Linked DNA regions of Mus musculus: region 2 is linked to region 1. A link is a contact called in public Hi-C data. All regions are on one chromosome and are shown on one strand. Each heading gives the region's core, a stretch centred on a gene start, on an enhancer-like site or on the middle of the called end of the contact. The rest is flanking DNA. Distances are from core to core; before and after follow the strand shown.

Region 1 (6,593 bases), core at 1,882-4,381:
ATTCGTAAAATAGCAGTCCCCCAGCTCTGCAGGACTGATAAGAAACTAAACGAGAAGAGGGGAAAAGAGTGCCTAGCATGGCAGCCCTGGAAAATCAGTGCCTTGCTCTCTCTTGGTGCCTGGAAGGGAAAGCTGCTAAGAGCAGTCCACAGCATCCCTGCACTGAGCAGTGACTGTCAGCACAGGGTCCATTGCCTGCCAGGTATGCAAGGATACATTTCTGGTAGAGAAGCTAAAATGCAAGCTAAATAGCCCAGAGCTATACAGTCAACCAGTGACAGCCCTGGGTCACTCCCCTGTCAATGGATTTCTAGGTTGGTCTGGCTCCTCACAGAGCCTGTGTTTCTATCAGAGGGTCAGGGTCAGGGAATGGAACAGTTGCACCAGAGTCCTGCCAGCCTCAGAAGGGGGAAGGCATTGGGGCCAAATGCTGGCTGGCAGTCCAGAGGAAACAGAAATGATGGTTAACCTGCTCACTATCAGGATGAATATAGTCACATGGTCTCCTGCTCTGTTAGGCTTTGGACACCATTAATTTCCTGGAAAACCAGCAGTTAATTACTTAATGTCCTAGCCACCTTTAGGTTAAACTTTACTGGGAAGGAATGATAGGAGCTGGTAGCACCTTGTCAGTGTTATTTGGTACATAGATCACCCCTTTACTGTGTCAATGTGGGAGTAGACAATTGACCCCACAGCACACAGTGGTTCATGGGGTACCTTGGCAGGTTTGTGTGCCCCCAAAGTTCATGTGTTGGAAACTTCCAAATTTGTGTTGATGGTGTTAGAGGTAAGGCTTTTGGAAGACAATTCAGTGAGTTCATGAAGTTGGCATCCCATCATGGGGAAAAAGGCCCTAGCTGTCACAGTAACCATCACCAATGTGGTGTCTTCTGCTGTGTTAGCATGTACAAAGACCCTACCAGATACAAGAGGATGGCAGCCCCATCTGTTCCCAACCAAGCCAATCTTTCTTCCTAAAGAACTGCACTTCGACAGCATGTTACAGCATCAGTGAGTGGACTAAGATACAGGCACACAGAACACCCACAGCCATGAGCAGGCCCACTGTCGAATGTTATTCTCTCCAGGCTGGTTCTACAGCAGCTGGCTGACCCTCCCACAAGGCCCTGCCTGCTAGGAGGAGCTGTCCTGAAGTGAGGCAGACAGAAGACTGGCCCTACTCAGACAAAGAACCAGCACAAACCTTGACCATGAAGGCAGGTGCACATGGAGCTCAGATGTAGAACAGGTTCCCAGCTAGGCTTTGCTGCCATCAAAGTGTGTGGCCTCATCCCTGGTTATGTCACTTAAGCCTTTGACCTCCAGCCTTCACATGTCTGTAACATGCAAACAAAAGGATGTACCACCTAAATGTCTCAGAGGTCCAGCACTTGCCTAGTGTGTGCTATCTGTGGGTTCCACTCCCACAACATCAGCAGGAGAGGATGCACAAGAAAGCATCAAGCCCGGGTCAATAAAAGGGTGTGCTTGACACTTAACAGTCATTTGTTATAGTAAATCACTTCAAAGCCAAAGCTTGCTTTGGAAACCCACGGCAACCCATGGAGATGCTGACAATGTGCATTGCCCTTCAGGAAGGACGCTGCTCTCTGGGCAGACCTGCTTCCTCCTTCCAGGGCCACCTCGTGCCATCTGAAATCCCCCAAATAGAGAAATCAGCCAAGGATGAGAATGCTAGAGCCTAAAACATGAAGTTTCCCAGAGAAGGGAAGGGGGCACCACCATCTTCCCTCTTATATGTCCCAGTCTGCCTCCTGGTGACTGTGGCCTGCTTTCCTGCAGTTCCCTGAGTGTAGGCCAGAGTTCCTCCCCCAAGGGAGTTACATGCCAACAATCATATTGTTTCTGCTTTAGGAAGCAGGAAGCCCAGATGCCAATGGGCATGCCTGAGCATCGGGGCCTCACTGCCCCCATTTACAAGGATGGGAACCCAAGGATGCCTCCTCTGGCTTTCCATTGCTGTGACAAATGAGACAGAGGGACCCTGGAACCCAATGTGAGATTATCTGGCCTGGCCAGGCCATCCCATCGTGGAGTTCTAGCCACAGCAATGCTGACAGCCCATTGCAACGTTTCCAAGCTCCCTGTGCAGACTCCAATGTGCAAGGATGCTTAAGAGTATTCACCCTTAGGCAAACATAGCTGTTCACCCTTCAGCCACAGAGTAAGGCGCCTTGATCTCCGCCTCTCTCCTTCCAAGACAAGTAGCCTGCTTTCCTTCTCCCATCTCCTCGTTGACCACACACCCTTGTAAACAAGGACTGTTCTTTCTCCTGGGTCCTCCACAGGCCTATGCACAGATCTGAGCTTACCAAGCAAATAAAAGGACTTGCTTACCTGGAAACTTCCCAGTAGTTTCTTATCCCAACGTGTTCATTCCCCGCAGTTGGCTCAGCTTTCACTCCGGCTTCCTGACGTCAGGTGGGAGATGTTGTCCGCCCCCCATCCCCAGCCCCAGCCCATGGAGCTCCTAGTAATGCTACTGTGGTGGTGAGCCACAGGTGGAGCCTGTCTGTCCTGATAAGCAGCTGGGAGGGAGACAGCTGGGCTCTGACCCTGGTGCTCATGGTCCTGGGTGAGGCTCTCACCATCTGGGGCCTCTTCTCCTCCCCTGTTCCAATTCCCTGAGCCTCCCAGCCAGCCCCCAGGAATTCCCACAGAGGTTTCTAAGAAGCTGAACCTGCCTTGAGGAGAGGGAACAACATCGTGGAATCCAGTGTGCAGGTAACGTTGGTCTTCAGGCGGTTTTGGATGTCCTGGAAACTTGCCAGGGATTGCAGTAGAACCAGCGTCCTCCTGAGCACGGGTGCGCGCAGCGTGGCACCCAGCGTATGTGCACAGCTGTGCCGATGCATGCACAAGAGGTGTCGGCCAAGCAAGGGTCTCCATATTAAGGAGGAAATGAATAAACAAGGTCAACATTTTTGTTTCCCTCCGAGGCTTGCAAAGAAGGTGTTAAGAGCACAAGATTTAAATCATAAACTTGGTTAAAAGGCAGACGGCCTAATGTGTGACTCTTGCCAACTTGGGCGTGCTCCTTGGGGTAATGCTACACTGAGCTAATGCAGGAGGAATCGTGGGAGGAAAAGGCAGGCTGGGAGCAAGCCGCAGCGTCAACCAAGGGCAGACCAGCTGGAGCCCGAGGGCCTCAGTGCCTCTTCCTAGTTCCCCTCCTACAGTTCCCTTGACTGATAGAGTTTCTGTTGGGCCTAAAGGACTTACAGCAAGGTAAGGGAGACACAGAACAGGCCCAAATCACCCATGGAACAATTGCCTAAAGAGCAGGAAAGACAGTCAGCAGGCCTGCCAGAGCGGGACACGTCACCTCTGTAGGCTCCCATTCTGTCTCTATTCACCTCAAAAGACAAGGCGCCTCTTCCACGGGTGTGGGAGCTGTGCTCAGCATTGCACAAGGTGCATGGGTGAAGGTGAGTTCCCTGCTTGGATGGAAACTGAAACGAAGACATAGTCCTACAGTGACTATACTATTTGGGACAGGGTGAGGGTAGCCAGAAGAGCATTATAGGGCCAAGAGTCATGCTTCTCTCCAGCCCAAGTCTGCTCCACACTCCCCTTAATGGCCCTACCAGGCCCAGGTTCCACTCAGCCCAGCTTCTGGTCTTAGCACTTACTTTCCAACACTCAGAACTCATAAAGACATCTCTGCCCTACTAGGTCCCTGTGATTTTGTGTCATTGAATCTGCAGGCATTTCACCTTTCCCATCCTTGCCTGGGCAGACGGCTCACTCACATCCTTCCCTGTGCACCTGGAATAGGGACCATTCTGGTCTATTCTTTAAAAATAAATGTGAGCGGGGAGGTGGTGGTGCGCTCCTTTGATCCCAGCACTCAGGAGGCAGAGGCAGGTGGATCTCTGTAAATTCGAGGTCAAGCCAGCCTGGTCTACAGAGTGAGTTCCAGAGAAGCCAAGGCTACACAAAGAAACCTTGCCTTGAAAAGCAAAACAATAGCCGGGCGTGGTGGTACACGCCTTTAATCCCAGTACTTGGGAGGCAGAGGCAGGAGGATTTCTGAGTTCGAGGCCAGCCTGGTCTACAGAGTGAGCTCCAAGGACATCGAGGGCTACACAGAGAAACCCTGTCTCGAAGAAAAAAAAAAGAAAAGAAAAGAAAAGAAAAGAAAAAGAAAACAACAACAAAAACCAAACCAAACCAAACAAAATATACTATGTCTGCCATGCTCATATCCCTTTTGAGACAGGGTCCCTTGTTGCTGCAGACTTGTTGGTTAAGTTGCCTCAGCCTTTCCAGCATTGGGATTTCCCGTGCATACAACACCCAGTCTTTTCTGTGGGTGCTGGGGATGGAACTAGAGTCCTCGTGCTTGTGCACTAAGCACTGTACCCACCATTCTATGCCCTCGCCCCCCCCCCCACTATTCACAGTGTGAGCGAGCCCCTCCCAGCTCTGACATGAGAAAGCATGATACCTCAAAACAGCCTTAGAGGAGCTGGAAGGATAGCTTGGTGGTTAGCTGTCTCCTGAGAGGCTCTGCCAGAGCCTGACCAATACAGATGCAGATGCTCGCAGCCACGGGGAACCCAATGGAGGAATTATGGGAAGGACTGAAGGAGCTGCAACCCCACAGGAAGACCAACAATATCAACCAATCAGACCTCCCTGGAACTGCCAGGGACTAAACCACCAACCAAAGAATACACATGGAAGGACCCATGGCTCCAGCTGCATATGCAGCAGAGGATGGCCTTATCTGGCATTAATGGGAAGGGAGGTTCTTGGTCCTGTGAAGGCTCAATGCCCCAAGTAGGGGAATGCCAGGGCAGTGAGGAGGGAGTGGGTGGGTGAGGGTGTACCCTCATAGAAGCAGGGGGTAGGGGGAATGAGGTAGGGGCTTTGCGTAGGAGAAACTGGAAAGGGGATAACATTTGAAATGTAAATAAGTAAAATAACCCCCCAAAAAGAGTGCTTCCAGCTTTTACAGAGGACCAGAGTTCAATTCCCAGCATCCATACCAGGTGGTTCACACTCACTTGTAACTCCAGCTTCAGGGCTTCTTATGCCCTCTTCTGGCCTCCGTGAGTACCTGCTTGCTAGTGTACCTATACATCCAGAACATCCAAAGAGACACACCCACACCAATAAATGTAAGTTTTTACTTTTTTTTTTTTTTTTTTTTTTTTTTTTGGTAGCATGGGAACTATGAGGGAGAGAGAGAGTCTTAGTTCCTGGATCCATCTACACTGCTGCTCTGGCTTGTCAGGTCTTCAGGGAACTGGCCCTTTCTGCTTGCACAGAGCATTATCATACTGTGCTGTTAAAACCACTAGTCCAGCTTGGGAGTGGCCACCTAACTCTCCCAGGACTGGGTACCACTGCCTGGAGTCTGAAGCCCTGAATATCTGTCTGGAGCTTGGGTGGTGCTGAGTTCTTTTTAACCTTTAGAATCACTTCCCAAATACATGTATTTGTAGGTAAATAAATAGCCCATGGGATTTCTCTCTCTCTCTCCCCAGGGCTTCTATTAAGGTCATGTATGTGAATTCCTGTTCTTCAGAGTGGCAGCTGGAAAGGAGACACAGCTCACAGTGACAATGACCACTTGCCTGTGAAGGCACCAAGCAGAAACATCCAGGGGTCAAAAGACCCTGTTTGTACCCTTCCTCCTTCTCACCCCACCCCCACTTCCCACCCTGCACCTGCCTGCCATGGGGCTTCTTGAGACTGTCCCATCTCATGCCTACAGAACACTTGCCTAGCAACTGCCTCATTTTCTTTCCCTCATTTTTTTCCTTAGCACGCGCACGTGCACACACCCACACCCACCCACCCACCCACCCACACCACCACAACAAAAATGTTTCTTCTCCTCCTCTGTGCACAGTGATCAGGGCCAGGAAACAGACGGAAACGGTGCTGGCCTGTAGGCCAGACTTCTCCTCCCCGCTAGGTTGTGGACCAGGGAGGATCGCAAGGTCAAATCTACTCCCAGAAGGGCCGCAAAGGAATGTCTTCTGGATGTCTGGTACATAAGTCCCAGCTGTTTGCAGCTGGGCTGAACTGGTGGAGGAGTTTCCTGAACGAGCCCCACTATTTATGTTCTCCCTCATCCCTCACCGGCTTGTTTAAAGATATGTTTATTTCCAGGTTTGCATCAGTCATTGCTGACTGGAGGAAACTCCAGTTACTAAAATAAGTCTTGGCCCTGCAGCCCACGCTGTGTCACCTCCCAAACCCAAGCACACAGTCAGCCCATCACTCAGAACCCACCACCTTACCAAGGAATGCCCTCTGTACCCAGCCACCTGTGACACAGTCTTTGATGCCTTATGCTAAGCACACTTCATGCGACTAGTATTTTCCTACGGTGGCCCTCTTAGGGCTTTAAGATGAGAGTTAGAAGAATGGTGTTAATATGGCTACCTCTATAGGGATGAGCACACACAGCATCCTTGATCAGTCCATGTGCCCCTCTACTATGAGGTTTAAGGAGAAGGACAGAATTGCCATTGGGCTAGTGGGGAACCAGATACAAAGCCAGTCCATTGGAGCTTTCTGGGGATCGGTGTCCACACTGCACACTGACAATA
Region 2 (6,593 bases), core at 2,542-5,041, 140 kb before region 1:
CTTCTCTCAGAGGAAAGAAAGCCACTCATGTCTCACACTGAAATAACCTATAAAGACTCCCTTCGAACACTGAGCCTTATTATGGCTTCTGTGTGTGTGTTTTTGGGAGGACAGTAGTGTCTGCATGTAAGCCTCTGTGTGTGTAGGCTTGTACATATGCACTTGATACTTAGAAATTCCCTTTCTGCATTCTTGGGTTGTCAGACATTAAGTTCCATGTTTTGTCTTTCAGGCAAAGTAAACTTCTAGTAAAGTGAAATGACTAATTTATTTTTCCACATTCGTTTATCTGAGTTCAATTCCCAGATTCCATGTGTTATTAGGAAAGAACCAACTCCAAAGATCCTACGAGTAGTCCCCTGACTCCTATATATGCCATACTGTGCCCCTCACCAAAAGAAGAGGGGTATATTAATTAAAAAATAATAGTTGCTGCTTCTTTGTTAGTGCTATTTGAGAAAGAAATTGTGGCCTAGTATTTACATTATTTCTAACATTTTTTTTCTTCCAAAAGTACAGAAAATTAAATCTTTTTAATTTTTCTTGAGCGTTGTGAACCTGTTTGTTGCTGAAGCAACCAGACTATAGAAGGTACTTAGTCATACAAACATAAGCAAAGAAAAAGCCAGTCCGCTGAAACATTAATTTGCAGGGTATTACTTCAGATTACTTTCATTTTCGTTTGGAAGCTATATTGCCAAATTTTACTCTAATTGTCCACAATTAAACATTTCTCTTCTTATGGCTTCTCTCCAACCTTGGCAACAGAAGTCCTGGCAGCAGGGTGATAGCTGCTGGGAACACATGTGCCCAGGTATTATTGGTGGCGTTTGCCTTTTCAGGCTTCACTTGGGAGTGTTGAATGATGATTACAGAGTGTATCTACCTACGCCTCTGACTTGATTGAAAAATTTTAGAAACAGGAAAACTGAGATTTCTTGAAAGAAGCATTTCATTCACACGGACGTTTTCTATCTCTTCTAAAGTTTGTCCAGTTACGGAAGATTAGTTAGATTAGAACCATGAAGACCCCAGAGTGAAGGTGTAGCCAACAAGTGTTCCATCCTGCCACCTGCCAGCCTGTCTCAGCTGCACTCATACTTCTAGTTCCCTTGCTGTTACACAAGTGATGTACTTTAGAGATGGCAAAAGCATTTTATAAATTCTTCACCCAGTTGAGCATATTCACTTTTTAAGTCATTTACTAAATTCTCTTTTGTCAGGATATATGACAGTATTGATTTAATGGGGGAACTGCACAATGTATAAAAAGTCAAAAAGTCTGCCAAGACTCAAAGTTATATTATAAAAAGGTGTTTTCTTTAGGTCTCTTGTCTGTGACTCTTGGGTTCTTCATAGATATGTCTGATAGTCTGGAGCCTAACAAAGCTGAGCTAGTATCAGGTACCATTAGCATATGTCAAAACTCAATTGGAATTTCCTCAATAGAAATTTCAGTGAACAGAATAGAAAACATATAGATGTCCCTAAGTTACACACATGTACCTTTAGACAGAGAGTACAGATATGAAAAATTAATCTCTTTAATGGCTCTGATTTATTTTGATTTCCTGATCCACTGGGACTAGTGACTATCTTCAGATAAACTAGTGAAGTTTGTCTCAGAAAAACTTCCCTGGAAATAAGCCCTCTGTTGTGAGCTCTGCCTATTAGGTATCATCCCATTGGGTTGTGCTTTCTTGACTTAATCTTCCCATACCTTTCATCTCTCCTGTGTTTGCCTTCTAAGTCATTGAACTTCACAACTGTATCAGCATGTTTCCTGTTCCTGTTGACCTTCATGCCTTATATTTTTGTAAGAAGCCTGACTTGTGAAGGCCCATGCATTCATCTGCAGCATTGAAGGCTTTCATTGAAGCCCTGGTAAGAATATCTATGTCCTAACCATCCGTAACTGTTTTCTCAGTTTCTGGACCACTGGCTTTTGCTCCTAGTGTGTCTTTTCTTTCCAGCTCAAGCATCCTAAACCTTGCTTTGATCTAGTTTGATCTAGTCTGTCTCCACCTTCACCCACTCTCATCATTGTTCCTTGCCTTGCGTTCCTCATACACCACGCTCTCACTTCCATTTGATTGTAGTTCAGTCTCTTTTTATTTCATCTTAGCCCATTTGTCTTGCTCTCCCTTCTGTCTCTATTCTCTTCCACTTTCTTGCCCATCATTCTGATAATTGTCTTAAGTTTCTAAATCCTTGTTCCTCTGTTAGATCCCTTTGTTACCTCCCTTTCCCCCATTAACATTTCAAATGGCAGAGGGGTCTCTTAATACAGCCCAAGATCCTTCTTTGTCTATTCTTTCTTCTCTGTCACGCTAGCATCTTTACTTCCTTGTTCTGGAGTTTCTGATATTCTGATAATTTAATTCTTTGGGGTATGTTTTCCCGTGTTACTGCTGTTGTACACAGGGACAACTATAATGCTTTTTTCTTCCCCATCTTAGGGCCTGGGACAACACCAGGACCTTGTGCTATATATTTTCATGACATCTTGTACTCTTTTGCATAGTATATTCTTGGCTTACAGTTAAGTTTTGTAATTGGTGACTGTAGCACACAGTATAGAGATAGTCTTTGATGCACAGCATGGTATCTTTCAGTGGTAGGAGTCAAGTATTTTTTTTGGCAGGAGAATAATGGAAGAAAGATACCTTGTTGGATGTGGGGATATGCCTAGGAATAAGTCAACAGGTATAATTAATTGTAGAAGCCTGTTGGAGAGCATTTCTTGGGAGTGCCAATGCACTTTAGTAGAGCAAGCTAACTGGGGGGAAGACCAAGTCAGGTGGCAGTCAACTCTGCTTCCTCTGGCAAAGAACTTTAGCCACTAACCCTTTTTCTTCCATAGAAATTATAATGATAGCAGTAATACCTATTTCATACAATTCCTGTGAAGCTATAGTAGCTAATACATATGAAAGATTTGGAACAAGGCCTTTCAGAGCAGTTAAACAAAGTAATATTTTCCTATTAGTCAAAGAAGCACCTCGCATTAGCAAGAAGTAATATTGGGAAAATAATTTGTAGTGTAAATAATATCATAAAGCTCTGTTAGTTAAATCCCCATTAGTAACAACTATAAGAAACCTAAAGTAGTAGTGAGGGAGGGAGGAGAGAGACAGAGACAGAGAAGGGAGGGGAGAGAGAGAGAGTTTTTATCTCCTCTCTCTCTCTCTCTCTCTCTCTCTCTCAGTCTCTCTGTGTGTGTGCCTGTGCCTTTATTTTTGTCTGTTTTTTTTTCTAAATATTTCAGATGTTTATCAGCCTTTAACTGTGTACTTTTCTTGTCTCCAGCTCCTCCTAAATTATACAACATGTTGAATCTCTCTTTTTTTAAAGACAGGGTCTTAAACTCATGGAGATTCTCCTGCTTCAGTCTCTGAGTGTTGGGACTAAAGGTTTACACCGCCATGTCTGGCTGCAGGTTACTTTAGAATCTTGTTGACATTGAGAAAGCTAATAGGCTTTTCATGGGACTGCTTTTCACTGCGCCTCTGCAGGCCTTAGGCCATCTTGAGGGCTGCCTTTTGCTTCAGTTTTGTTTTTACCACTCCTCTTCTCTTCTAGTCATTTTCTTCTTTTTCAAGCAGATTTATTCTTCCAAGGAGGTCCTACCATGATTCTGCATAAACAATATGAAAACTACAAAGTCTCCTTTGCTTTTAGCTATGGAGCAGAGGATGATGGGAAACGATGCTGACTGGAAGGTTCCCCATTGCTTTGCTTTCTTAAGGAAAATAGTCTGTGGTTGAGTCATACTTTGCTCCCTTTTTGTTTTGTATAAAAGTTTATTAGCTTGTGATTTAAACAAACCATCTGGTCCTGTTGGCATCACACACTGTCAGACCTGAGCTTTCGCCCTAATTTTACTGTAGACAGTTAGGTTATATGCTTGAATTCCAGTTCTGGCAGGGATTTTTGAATGTTTATCTTAAAACTTCTGCTTTTTAAAAATGGCTCTGTTACCCAAAGCACATTTAAAATGATGGAGAATTTCTTAATTGTTTAGTGTAAGATTTATCTCTCTGTTTCCTCAGTTGTCATACTTGCATTTCTCAGGGACAGTGACTCCAAATTTTCCAACAGCCATTGATGAGTGATTGGTCCTGGATAGCAGATTCACTAACTGAATGTGTTCTTTTGGGTTGCAGAAAGGAAACAGAAAACAGGATAATTCAAATTGACTTTCAGGGTTTTTTTTTTTTTCCTGACTTGTAGCAGACAGCAAATCAAGTGATTAGCTGGAAATCCTGGTTTCTGGGTACCATTCTTGCTTTGTGTATAACATTCATTACAGCTTATTTGGAGGTGCCGGAGTGATGGCTCAGCATTCCTGAGCATTTGCTGCGTTTGCAATGATCCAGGTGTGATTACCAACCCCCACATGACGGACGGCTCACAACTGTCCACAACTCCAAATCTGGGCGATCTGACATTCGCCTCCTCAAGCACCAGGCACACACATGCTACACATACAGGCATGTAGGCAAAACAGTCATCCACACTTTTAAAGTTTTATTTAGTTATTTATTTTATTTAAAAAATAAATCTAAGGAAAGAATAAATTTACTTGGATATATGTATGATCAGAGGCAGAAATACTTTATTAACCTACACTCAAATGCATAGGAAATTGGGCATTCTTTAAGAACATTGTACTTTACTAATACAGGAAACTCAAGAAGTTAAAGTTTTGAATTCAAGTAGAACATATTCAACATGGTGCACTAGACACTAGGAAAACAGTTGAGTGTTGTTAAAATACATACTTTTGTTAATGAGAAGCTAGGGGAAATACAGGAATAAGAATAGGCAGGGTTCAAAAGTAATACTTGGAAAACTCTTAGGCTTGCATTTGGGGCTTTAATTTGACAATAAGAAAGAAACAGCCCAGAGCAGCCCAAGGAGGACGAGCAAGTAGGCCACGACACCTAACCCTGCTTTTACAGGAGAGCAACCACAGCGTCCACAGTGGTTCTGGTGAGCTTGTTAGGAGGGAATGTACTCAGTAGATGGGATTTAGAATGCTTGTATTTTCTAACTACTAGTCCCTCAGCGTTAAATTAAAACGATAGGTGTCTTTGCCAGTAATTTGAACATTTAGAGTAAATTATCAATGCCAAGTAAAATAGTACTTGGCAACGCTTGTTAAATATGAGAATGAAAACCTGAAAAAATGAAAATTAAAACTTTCCCACAAATTTCAAGTCCAGAGATTTATATTGGTGTCTTAGAAACCTTAATGGGAACATGGCTCATTTGAGGACAGGTTTGCGGTCAGCAGTTACTTTGAAGACTGTTCATTTGGCAGTGCCAAAAGTAGTCTCAGCCTGTGTCACATCAGCTAACAATCCATTGCTCAAGGCAGCTCAAACAACCTAGCCAAAGTCAAGGTCTTCTCCAAGCCAGGAGATCATGGCAGCAGTGTGGAGGTACTATATGTGGTTTCTATAGAACAGTAGTTCTCAACCCTTCACAGGGGTAACATCAGACATTTACATTACGATGTATAACAGTAGCAAAAAAAAAAAAAACAGTTATGAAGTAGCAATGGAAATTTTATGGTTGGGAGTTCCCACAAAATGAGGAACTATTTTAAAGGGTTGAGGCATTAGGAAGGTTGGGAAGCTGTAGAGGAGTGGATAATTGGAACCACTAATTCAATCTACCAGGGATGCCAAGTAGGAAATAACCTGTGACATTTTGTAAAGTAAGGATTTATAAAACCGAACATAGTCATAAATCTTAGAATATATTCTTGATAAATTATGTTCCAATACTGTATCAAAAGATGCTGAGACAAAAGTAATAGATGCGTGCTGAACTGGGATAAGTGATTTGAATCCTTATTTGTGTGTAGCTCTGTGAAATTAAGAAAATAACAGAAACAAGCAGTTAGGGGTAAATTAGACTTGGGATTTCAAGAAATAAACTACATAGGTGGTCCTTAAATAATTAAAATAGCTTTATCCTCACATATTAGTATTAAGATAATCATACATGGGACTGGAAAATGGCTCAGGTGATAAGGATGCTTGCTTCCAAGTCTGATGACCTGGGTTTGATCCTTGGGACTCATGTAAGAACTGACTTCCTCAGGTATCCTCGAGTCCATTCACACAGTGTAGCATATTTTCTCTCAGAAAATAAAGACGTTATTTTTTAAAGAAGATAATGGAAGAAGTTCCTAAAAGATAATTGGGAAACTATATTGCAACTGTGAGTCATAGGTATCTCCTTTTGACACAATAGAAATTACGTGATCGTCTCATGATGGGACACTGTCCGAAAATAACAAAAAGTCAAAGCCCAGTCTTTGGAAATCTTTAGGCTTTAAAGTTTACAGGGAATCTGAATATGGAGGAACAAATTAAATTACAGTGTAAGGAAACTACCAAGTGAATCCAGAAAGTGTTGCAGGTTGTACAGGACGAGGGTATCATATTGTCAGGACTTTCATAGCATGGAAAATTAAAAGTGTAGATGACTTTACCTTTGTCTTCCGTGAATTGCCTTAGCAGTAATCTTATAAAGGAAAAGAGGGCGATGGAGGGGAACTCCAAACCCATTGACCATAA

The links. Hi-C and Micro-C count contacts between places; a contact is called where the count stands out from the background.
Region 2: a Hi-C map of uterus shows a contact between it and region 1, with 2.9 times the contacts expected there. The contact joins two enhancer-like sites. A contact is called at or near these places in 2 of 39 promoter capture datasets (cranial neural crest and frontonasal cranial neural crest), 9 of 484 Hi-C or Micro-C datasets (the HL-1 cell line, Sertoli cells, cortical glia and 4 more) and 4 of 115 datasets of contacts at active chromatin or transcription factors (cardiomyocytes, double positive thymocytes, embryonic stem cells and 1 more).

The regions. Positions count from the first base shown.
Region 1 is chr6:119,562,144-119,568,736 of GRCm38.p6, reverse strand. No RefSeq gene overlaps it. Among named protein-coding and RNA genes, the nearest start is that of Wnt5b, 21 kb to the right of the region's middle. Within about 2 kb of position 3,131, at least 26 of the 459 cell types and tissues checked have an H3K27ac peak or open chromatin away from gene starts, as enhancers often do. A contact at or near this core is called in uterus, where this site is marked.
Region 2 is chr6:119,702,284-119,708,876 of GRCm38.p6, reverse strand. The region is part of intron 16 of Erc1 (ELKS/RAB6-interacting/CAST family member 1); the gene reads left to right. Among named protein-coding and RNA genes, the nearest start is that of Erc1, 140 kb to the left of the region's middle. Within about 2 kb of position 3,791, at least 3 of the 459 cell types and tissues checked have an H3K27ac peak or open chromatin away from gene starts, as enhancers often do. A contact at or near this core is called in uterus, where this site is marked.